Linked DNA regions of Macaca mulatta: region 2 is linked to region 1. A link is a contact called in public Hi-C data. All regions are on one chromosome and are shown on one strand. Each heading gives the region's core, a stretch centred on a gene start, on an enhancer-like site or on the middle of the called end of the contact. The rest is flanking DNA. Distances are from core to core; before and after follow the strand shown.

The links. A called contact is a pair of places that touch in the nucleus more often than the background predicts.
Region 2: a Hi-C map of liver shows a contact between it and region 1, with 2.1 times the contacts expected there. The contact joins the promoter of DLX1 here to the promoter of METAP1D in region 1. A contact is called at or near these places in 3 of 14 Hi-C or Micro-C datasets (fetal cortex germinal zone, fetal cortical plate and liver).

Annotation. Positions count from the first base shown.
Region 1 is chr12:76,920,444-76,925,939 of T2T-MMU8v2.0, reverse strand. METAP1D (methionyl aminopeptidase type 1D, mitochondrial) reads right to left here and starts at 3,082. Exons shown (of 9, transcript XM_077957195.1): 1 at 3,026-3,082. The coding sequence starts at 3,065.
Region 2 is chr12:77,017,525-77,023,020 of T2T-MMU8v2.0, reverse strand. It overlaps DLX1 (distal-less homeobox 1), which reads right to left and starts at 3,265. Exons shown (of 3, transcript NM_001260619.1): 1 at 2,754-3,265; 2 at 1,895-2,094; 3 at 1-749. The coding sequence starts at 3,066. The coding sequence ends at 495.

The DNA.
Region 1 (5,496 bases), core at 1,833-4,332:
GTTTCTACCCCTCCCTCGTTAGACCATGATGGAAGAGAACAAGTCTTAACAGCCTCTCAATTCAGTATGCTTTTAATGAGTTTAACTTTGAGCCAGGTACTGTGCTTATAAAGACAGAAAGATACATAAGACAAAGCTCCTGTTCAACAACAATTAATAATCTAGTAAGGAGTAGAAATGGTGAGAGGAGCTAGGTAACTACTGTTTACAGGGTATACTGTGACCAAAGCCACAATGAGTTGAGGCATCACAAGAGAAACCTCATGCCCTTTTTAAAAGGTTAAAAAAAAGTCTTCCTATATTTCAAGAAGAAATGATGCTCGGAGATGCTGATGATAAATCCTGGTACACGAAGACTTGTAATGGATTGCTTTATATCAATCTAGATGGGTGAAAGGGAGGAAGAGAGTGGAGAGAGGAGTCTTCGTGAATTTACCCTTCATTTTCAATTATTGGGGGTGGGGATCAGGTAGCAGGAAAACCTCTCTGCAATTTAAAACTAGCTATGGATAGTCCAAAAAAGGGCCCTTTCCCATCATTAAAACAGCTTCCTGATGACACACTTTCCTTCTCTCCTCTAATCAGAGGATCCACTTCTTGGTTGTTGCAACACTTTGGGATACAGTGGGATGGATTATAGGAACCAATAATTTGGCCTGACTTCCATATATCTTTTCTCAAGATTGTCTAAACCATCATTTGTCAAAATCACAAGTGATCAAAAAGAAAGAAAAGATTAATGCTATTTCTGTAATCTGCAAAGAGATGTTATATATAAAGCTGGTGCAAAGTAATTGCAGTTTTTGTCATTAAGTGATTCTAAAACTGCAATTACTTTTGTACCAACCTAATACATATATATGTACATACAAGAATATGTTTATACATGCATAGGTGTATATATATACACCTATGTATGTTTTCAGGGTTTTTTTTTTGTTTTTTGGCTCCTCCTCTACATTGACTATCTACTCAGATCCTTCTCACCATTACCAGAAGCACACAAAAATGAAGTCTGAAGGCCATGATTTCTTGTGAAAAGAAGAAACAGAAAAGTAACTTAATTAGTAAAGAAAGTCTGGACTGGAACCCAGATTTTTTTTTTCCGGCTTACTACAACTTCCGCCTCCTGGGTTCAAGTGATCCTCCCACCTCCCCCTCCCAAGTAGCTGGGATTATGAGCATGTGCCACCAAGTCCAGCTAATTTTTGTATTTTTAGTAGAGACAGGGTTTCACCATGTTGGCCAGGCTGGTCTTGAACTCCTGGCCTCAAGTCATCTGCCCACCTTGGCCTCTCAAAGTGCTGGGTAATATTACAGACATTAGCCACCTTGCCAGGCCTGGAGCCCAGATGTTAAGAGATATAAATTGGCTGTCTTTTCACAAGGCTACACTCTCATGCTCATCTCCATTCCTCCATGCAACCAGTCCACAAAGCTCACTACATCACCTTTCCCATACACATCTCTCCCTCCAATATTCCTGTGGCTCCTTTCTCATCTCCACTAACACTGAAGTCTATTGCATTACCAACCTTCTTCCTCTCTAAAAATATCTTCCTCTTCACTTCTTATTTTTTATTATTTTTATTTTATTTTATTTTTTTCTGAGACAGTCTCGCTATTGCCCAGGCTGGAGTGCAGTGATGCGATCTCGGATCACTGCAACCTCCACGTCCTGGGTTAAAGCGATTCTCCTATCTCAGTCTCCCAAGTAGCTGGGATTACAGGCATGTGCCACCATGTGCAGCTAATTTTGTATACTAGCAGAGATGGGGTTTCACCATGTTGGTCAGGCTGGTCTTGAACTCCTGACCTCAAGTGATCCACCCGCCTTGGCCGGGATTACAGGCGTGAGCCACCGTGCCCGGGCTCTCTTCACTTCTTGCACACACTCATCCTGTACTGTCTCTGCTGAACTTTACACACAGACTTCTATGGAGTGACCATGTCATGCAGTACAGAGAAATGAGTTTAAAAAAAAAAATTAGAATCATGTTCAAATGAACATTCTGCCTCTTACCATTTGTGTGACCTTAGTCATGTTACTTAACCTCTCTAGCCTCACTTTTCCCTTCTGCAAAGAGAAAATAATTCCTAACTCACAGGGTTTTTGTTTTTGTTTTTGTTTTTGAGACAGGGTCTGGCTCTGTTGCCAAGTCTGGAGTGCAGTGGTAAGATCACCGTTCACTGCAGCCTCTCGACCTCCCAGGGTCTCACTCATTGAGTTTTAAAAGGAAGCAAGCATATGTAAGGCGCTTAACACAGTATCGTGTACTTAAAAGGCACTTAATAAACAGTAGCTATTACTATGAAAATAATATTTACCTCACAAAACTGTTCCTACATGCCTGACACTTAAGTAGCTCCTCAAAGTATGAGTTTTCCTCTTTCCCCGTCCTTGAAAAAACTTTCCAGTTCTTTCCAACAAAGATTCAGAACCTAGTTCAAATCCAACAAAGATTTCCCCAATTCTGCTGCAAAGGCATTTGTATATATACTAAAATCTCAACACTCACGCAGGATAAAACCTACTTAGAACTGCCCAGACATCTTTTCTTATCTTCTTAACTTTAAGTCACTGGAAGAAAACAATCACATTTTGCAAGTCCCCAAAAGGCATGTCTACATAAGCTCTAGGGAAGGAAATCGGGTGTCCAGATGCATTTCAGAATTACCATAGGTTTCTTCGTTCGGCATACAGAATAAATGTTTGTTACACTAATGATACAACCGAAGTTGGGAAAAAAAACTTCAGACGATGGCCCGCAAATCTCAAGGAGTAATTGCGAATAGATGCCACGTGGTGACGTGGTCTAGGCGGGTGATCAGTGAACAAATTTTTGCGTGTGTTCCTGGGGTGTGTGAATGTGTCATCGTGTGTGCCTGCGTGTGTCTGTAAAGACTGAAAGTACAGTCGTGTGCGCCGAGAATTCTCAGCGCGGGTGTGCATCCCTTTGGACCCGGGTGCGTACCGAGTGAACAACCGTGTGAACCCTCACAGGATTGTCCTCCACGCGCTTACCTCTGCGGACGAGCAGGTGGACGCCGCTGGGCGCCGCCATGTTGGCGTCGGTCACGTGGCCGCGAGCACTCGCTCACCGCCCTGCCAGCTGGAGCCGGCCAGTCGCATCTCTGCCGAAGCCCTGAGGCGTCGAGGCCGCCCGAGGTGAACGCGCGTGCGCGCGTGGGGCTGACTGCGGGAGCCCTGGCGGGGAAGCGACTAGGGCACCCGGGCAAGCAGCAGAACCTGCGGCCGGCTGAGTCCTCTCCAGCCGCGAGAGGCGGGCTCCAGCCGCGGCTCTCGCGCTCGCTCTGAGCCCCCGCGCCCAGGTGGGATGGAAGAAGCCTGTCAGGTAAGCGTGGCATCCAATATTTATAGCATCAACATTGTGGTGCATGGAAACGTGAAGTTGGGCGGAAAAAATAAAGCACAATCTAGTGTTCAACATAGCACTTTGTATCATCTGCCACTCTGTTGCAAATTATTCCCCTGGATTCAGTTGAAAGGTAAAATTTGGTTCAAAGTCACCAGCTTCCCTTTTGCTGTCCCAGAATCTACATTACTCAGCAGAGACTCCAGACAACACAGGATCTGTGTGTCGCTGCAAAATCTATTCTAGGTACCCCAGTGGGTATGCTCAGGAGACTTCTCTTTCCCCAAGGACGCCTTCTGTACTTGGCAGTAATAACTGGAGTCTTAATCCTAAACTTGGAGTTTAAGTATAAAAGGATGACGCCTGCCAATTGCATTGCCAAGAGATGAAGCCTGCAGAAGGCCAATTGTGAATCAAATGAGGGAGCTGATGTATGCCTACTGATGACGGTGCCCATTTTTACCAAATTCACTGTCTCTCTTACCTGTGTTCTGGGGTAGATGCCATCCTGTCATGGACCAGGTGTTATTCATCTTAGTAGCTTCCGTGCCTGACACAGAACCTGATACCCGAGGAGTGTCAGGTGAAGCAATTGAACACTGCATGAAACCAGTCAAACTGAGAATGTAACCGTTTCCAGACTTTAAATGCAGTAAAGATTGATAAGGATTCTCGGTGAATGTGTGTGATGTCTTCTAATTAATTTTTAAGCACTACTAACTCAGTGAATAATCTAGACAATTCAGAACAATTCAGAAATGAGTTAAGGAACAAGTGCAAGCCCCTTCCTCGCCCTCTGTACACACCACAGTCCCACTCCCCGGTTAACCACCGTGTGCTCAATCCAGATCTTTGCCTTTTACACACAGGCAAATGTAAGTATTTTAAACAGAATCATATACTTACTGTTATGACTTGCTTTTTCCATTCCACTCATCATAGACATCAAATCTTAGAACACTTAGTTCAAACTTACTCTTTTTAATGACTACATAATCTTGATATTTTTACTTTTAAAGAGAGTGAATGTTGGCATTTCATTAGAGGACACAGGCTATAATTCTTGGAAACCTGGTTTTGGATGCTTTTGGGTCACCTTGAAAGATAAAGAGAAATAATGCTTTCCAACAAGGTAAATAAGATGTACAAGACTGAGAATAAAATGTAATCCTATGGGTTACTTCAAGCCCTACCTTTCGCAAACTCATTTCAATTCCAGGGAAAGCATTTTTGAATGTGGCAAGTCTTTCCTCTGTATAACTGAAGCCAGCAATCTGAGTGCAGCAAAGGAGCCTGAGAGTTAGCTGGCCACGAGTCTTAAGAAGTGTGCAGAAAAAAGAAATCTAGATGTCCCTAGCAAAATTCCTTAAGGCATCAAGCCCAGTTTCAAACACATTTGAAAGAGAACACATGTTCATGTGATTTAACTCAGCCAACCCTTGGAAAATAAAGGAATGCTTTATTCCCCTACAACTAGAAGGAAAAGGAAACACTATGAGGACCCAGGTGGCACCAGCAGTAGTGGAATCCAGTGAGGAAATCCTCAATAAGTTCAGCATGGAATGTATATATCTGGGATGAGCTAGAAATGAAGCAAATATGAACTTGCACAGGTGATAGCTCATCCACTGACCCTGGATCTGGCTTCTCTCCTACACATCCTTCTCACAGTAGAAGGGTTAAAAGCTGCCAGCACATGTCTGCCAAAGCCATCAATTTATAGGATATAGGCCAGGTTTGGTGGCTCATGCCTGTAATCCCAGCACTTTGGGAGGCAGAGGCAGGCAGATCACTTGAGGCCAGGAGTTGGAGACCAGCTTGGGCAACATGGTGAAACCTGTATCTACTAAAAATACAAAAATTAGCCAGGCATGGTGGCGCACACCTGTAATCCCAGCTACTCAGAGGCTAAGGCGGGAGAATCACTTGAACCTGGGAGGCAGAGTTTGCAGTGAGCCGAGATCCCGCTGCTGCACTCCAGCCTGGGCCACAGAGGAAGACTCTCTCAAAAAAAAAAAGGCGGGGGGGGGGGGGGCAGATATATACATAGTGACCAACAAGGTAAAGGGCTGGATCACTGATATCTAGGATCCCTTGCAATTTTAACATTCTGTGATCT
Region 2 (5,496 bases), core at 2,016-4,515, 97 kb before region 1:
CCGGGCCTCTCAGACCTGGTGGCTTTTTGCAGAGGCCGCAGAATGAGGACAGCGGACGGATGAGGACCTTGACTTTATCAGCGCACAGAGCAAAAGGAGACAGGAGACTGACAGGACAGAAAAGAGCTTTTGCTTTTTCTACATTTTGTTTTTGTTTTGTTTTTTTTTTTCCTGATAGTCCCACAAAGCTGAAGGTCGGTGGGTCGGGTGGAGCCGGGTTTATCTTGTTGCTTGGCCTGTCTCAGGTGGCAGTGCCTTCCCTCCGAGGCCACTCTCTGCTGCTACTGCTCGGCCCAGGCCAGGGTTCAGGCCAGAGCGCGGGCGCCGGGAAGTTGCTGGGCCGGACCTCGCGGGGCTCTGAGGAGATGGAGCTCGTCCTGCTTCCACTGTTCCTTCTTCTTCCCTCTGGGTCCTTCTTTTCCTGACGGGGTGGATGGACCTGGAGGCGGGAGGGACCTGGGCCGGGGAGACAAGGAGGAGGCGGGCGGGCAACCTCACATAAGTTGGGGTTGCTGCATAGCTTCTTGGTGCGCTGAAGGGTACCACGATGTGTAGCTGGGGATATAGGAGCCCGCGTTTCCGCCTGAGCCCTTCCCGGATGAAGAGTTAGGGTTCCAGCCGGGCGGCACTGGTGGGGAGCCAGCAGACAGGGCCCGGCCGTTGGCCAACGCGCTACCCTCTAGAGCCGCCCCACCCTGCTTCATCAGCTTCTTGAACTTGGATCGCTTGTTTTGGAACCAGATCTTGACCTGCAAGAGCGGACAACAACGTGACTCAGGCTGGGACCACTGAGCCTACCTAGGTCACAGGGAGGAAAAAAGGGACCGCAGAACAGCAGAGATAGGACCTCCCAACCCTGCGCCAGCTGGCAGCCCTCTGCCAGAGAAGCAGAGACATCCCTCCTTTCTCCCTTCCCCCATAAGAGCCAAAGCCTCGAAGGCCTAACCGCCCTCCGCCGTCAGCCCATGGGGGCAGCTCTCAGAGAGCCAGGGAGGAGTCGTGGTGAGGGGCGAACTGGGATCCAGGCCTTAGCCTGCCAGGGGCTCAGTCCGACCGTGGCTACCGCCTGCGGAAGATACAGCGCCTGCACAACACCGAGCCCGCAATTCCAATATCAACATCAATAAAAGAATCGAAAACCTAGGAAGGAGTGGAGGAAATTTATTTGCAATGCGACCCAACTTTTCTATGCGACATCCTTTCTGCCCTTGAGTTGGGACGGACTAAGGAGGCCTCAAGGTTTTGGGGAACTTTTCTTTGGATTCAAAACCTTCCTTGCCCTACGGTCTGTTTGCTTTCTCCAGCTCTGCTCCAAATCCCGGACCGGACGTTGGAAGCCCGCGCCCGCCGCCGTCAGAACGCTCACGGGCTCCCCGGAGTCTTAGAGAAAGCCGGGAAGGTCGGTCCCGTTTCTCCTCTAAGATCTGGGACTTGAGAGGTGAGAGGGCGGAGGAAAGGTTCTCCCCCCACCCCCAACCTGTGAGAAGGAGGAGGAGGAGGGAGGCCGAGGCGCAGACCCAGGCCCCGAGTGATTAGTCACACAATTTAAAGGCAAGGGAGGGATTAAGCCCCGAGTCTATTGTTCCAGTTGTTTAGGCACGTGTGACCTCAGAGTTCCCAAACAAAACGTCTAGGGAATTCCTTCCTGCGCCCTAATCAGATTGTCCGGGGACAGAGGGCCGGGCTGCGGGCAGCTCGGGATACCGAGAGCAGCGACAGAGCTAGGGCGGAGGATGAGGGAGGAAGGAGACACGCTGAGAGCCAGGGGTGAACACAAACACACACACACAGTGACACCCCGACCGTGAGGCACAGCGAGCAAGAAATGAAGACCCGGGCGCAGGCAGGCCGCGGAAAGCCTGCGTGGCGGAACGGAGCGGCAGCGGCGAGGTACCTGAGTCTGTGTGAGTCCCAAAGAGGCCGCGAGCTCCGCCCTCTCCGGCAGAGCTAGGTACTGAGTTTGCTGGAACCTCCGGTTCAAAGCCTGCAACTGCAAGCTGGAATAAATCGTCCTGGGTTTACGGATCTTTTTTCCCTTGCCATTGAAGCGCACTTCACCGCCTTCCACCACCGTGCTCTTCTCCGAGTCCGCCCCTGGAGGGACAGCAGAAGCAGGGCCCGTTGTTAATACGAGGGGCCGCCTTTAGTGCGAACAGCCGAGAGCGAGTGGCTACCGAAGGGTGGCGGAGGCAGGACCAGGGAGAGAACGTTCAAGAAACTCTGAAAGCCAGGGAAGGGTCCCCCAAAATCCGAGGGCCTGTCCCGGGCCACTGCAGGCGGGATAGAGCCGTTCCCAGAAGCGCAGCCCCTGCCTTTGCAGGGAAAGTTTGCTATTTTTGCAGGCGGTAGTTGAGGTTTAATTACCCTTAATTGCATACATTGTTTATAGCACTACGCAATAAATAATTACCGAGACTAATACGTGCACATGTGGGTTTCTGTTTTCCAGCGGGGCATTGTGTGCTCTGCACACCGAGCCGCCCAGAGGCCCAGCCAGTGCCAGGAGACGCTCTGGGATTTATCCTTTGCTGGATAGTTGCAAATTGAGTGAATTTTAAAAAAAATTTATTTGCTGTGACAAGGATCTATAGATTGATATTCGAAACCTCCACTGCTCCCGTGCCCTCCCCACCCCCACCCCACCTCGCTCTCCTCTCTTCTCTTTCTCTCTCCCTCTCCTCTTCTCCCCCGCTCCTTCTTTCCCTCTCTCCCTTGTACCTCCTCCTCTCCCTCTCCCTGGCAAGCGCACGTACCTGGGTCCTCCAGGCGGCTCTGGGCGAGGCTGGCGCTGCCCGGGTAGGACTGCACCGAACTGATGTAGGGGCTGGAAGCGTGGCTGCTGACCGAGTTGACGTAGGGGTAGCCCAGCGGTCGGGAGAAGGACGAGGCTGAGCTGTAGGCGCCGTCGGGCTGCGAATGGCCCGCCGAGTGTAAACAGTGCATGGAGTAGTGCCCGTGGGACATGGGAGAAGGAGACATTTGCTGGTTGGGCGGCCCAAACTCCATAAACACCGCCTTGCCCGACACGGGGCTGTTGAGACTTTCTGGCATGGTGGTCATGGTCATCTCTTCTCGCGGGGTCTGGGTGTGGGACTTTCTCTCCTCTGCTTCCCTTTTGGGGGTCTCTATGTTTCTCAGGACAGGAAGGAACCCAATTTAAGCGGAACAGGGGTTTTCACTTTCCATTCATAAGAAAATGGAGTTTGTCTCTTTGAAAAGTCTAAGCATGATGCTGCTGAGCTCCCCAAACTCGGTTCAAAGCTTTGACTCAGCCAAGGTCATAAATATTCATGAGCTGGCGGAGCTGATTGGTCCGCTGTCTTGCATAATCACTGGGGATTGGTCCGAGGCGCTCGGGCTCCGCTGGACTAGAGCGGGCGAGGCGGCCCGGCCTCGGGAGAGTCGCATCCACACTTCCCGGCCGGGGCTGCTCTGCAACAGAGCGCGCCGGGCAGGAAGCACAATGGGCTCCGGCGTCTGCGCCGGGACCGCTGCGACCCGCGGCTCATCGGCCTCCCGCCTCCCTCGCGTGCCTTCCTCCCCAGGAACCAACCAGCGGCTCGGCGCCGCCGCCCCCCTGCCACTGTCCCCACCCTTCAGCGGTCCCTAACGCCAGACACCCTGGACCGCTTCTCGTCGCTGCCACTCAGTCCGGCGCAGAGCTAGGGCTGCTGGGGAGGAGCCTGACCTCTGCCTCTCCAGCGCGGAGTCGCGCACTGGGGGGCGCCCGAGGCGGCCAACAGACAGAGGTCCTCCCAAGAGCCTTGTGCCTAGCGCGGCGCCCATTCGGCCGCGCCTCCCCGGCCCGGGTACGCTCTGCCACATCCCTGGAGTCGGGGCTTAGGGGCCCTCCCTGCGAACTCACTCGCTCGGCCGCTGCGCCGCCGCCGCCGTCGCTCCCTGGGGCCCGCTCGCATTGCTTCAGGCCCAGCTGGCCACTCCAGCTCGAGGCTGCACGGTCTGATTAAAGCAGTGCGCGTGGAGAGCCAGGAACCCGCGCTTCTCCTCCCAGGAAAGGCGACTGCGCCGCCCCCTCCCCCAACACACACATCCTCTTTCCCTCCCAGCCTTCCTCCTCCTCCCCCTCCCTTCTCCACTCCCTTGCGCGGAGAGCCCCGGGCTCACTCGCCCCGAGAGCGCGGCTCAGCGTGGAGCCCAGGGGGCCTAGGGGCTCAGATCTGCTGAAGCCGCGGACGCCAGGTGATCATTTTCCGGCCTCCTGAGGTCTAGCGAGACTTCCAGAGTTTAGGAGTCCCTGGGGGACACCGAAACCCGCAGCAAACCCAGCCTGTAGTAGGCTCCCCTATCTGTGTGTATACCTCTCGCGTTGCCACCCAGTATCTTTCTCCAGTGGCCAAAGCGCGCGCCACCGGGCCTAGGGGGCAGGGCTAGTGGAGGCAAGAGCTGCCGCTGCTCCCTCTGTCTTCTGAGGTGCTAGGTACGAAAAACTGCACAAAAGCCCCCAACCCATCGCCACTACTACCAATACAGCCACCCCCTCGCGGTGTGGCGCACACCACCCTGGCTGTAAGTGGATGTTGGTTCCCCAACCCGCCAGTCCCACGGTGAATCCCAAATTACTTTGTTAGGTAATTAGAAAGTGTTGATAATTATTTCTTTCATAATTTAGCGGTGTGACGGGAACGGGAAAATGATCTTGTGAAAGTTCACACGTGCAGATGTATTAGTTACTGATTCATTTGATTAAATGGTAGTCTCAAGTGCTCAGATCCGCAGCTGAAGGCGCTCCATTAGCATAACACTGATGTTTAATTTTCATACGCATAATTAGCCATATATTTAACACTAATAGCAACATGCAGCCTTTCAGCGTTAAACAGCTCGGGATTTGATCTGGCCTGAGCTGAACCTTCATCGCTGCACCTTCCCCTGTCTGGAGTGTGCAATGATCACAGGACAAACCTCTGTAATCAAGCGCATTTTGGCAGAGGGAACACCAATAAAAATGAACATTCAAAACAAATTACATCGGTGCTGTCGTTATAGATGTTAGTAGAGGGGGTTTCTCTTTTTTTTTTTAACTTCTGTACCAGCTGCTGCTGCCCGCAGAATTCCTCTCCTTTGGTTTAAGGGCACAGTGCTGGGGGCAGAAATATTTCAGGCAGCGTGGTTGGAGCAAAAAGAAAAACAAAAGAAAAAAAAAAAAAACCCAATAGGCCAAACCAATAACGGGTTTGCCAACGTTTAAAAGATTTTTTTTTTCTTAATCACCGAACCACACGGTGAGGCTTTGTAGCAACAGCCAGCTAATGATTCCGCCACCAGGCAACTCCTGGAGCCGCTCGGCTCGTCCTGATTTCTGTGTCGCACTTGTGCTTTTAATTGCTCCTTACTAGTGCCTGTTTTAGGGTGCGGAGTGCCATGCCGTGTGCCTAGCACAGTCGCTTGGATACTGCCCGGGCCCCGGGTCTCTTGCGCGTGCCCTGAGGGCCTTGCCCACGTAAGTGATCGCCGCGGCGGGCGCGGGGTCGGGGT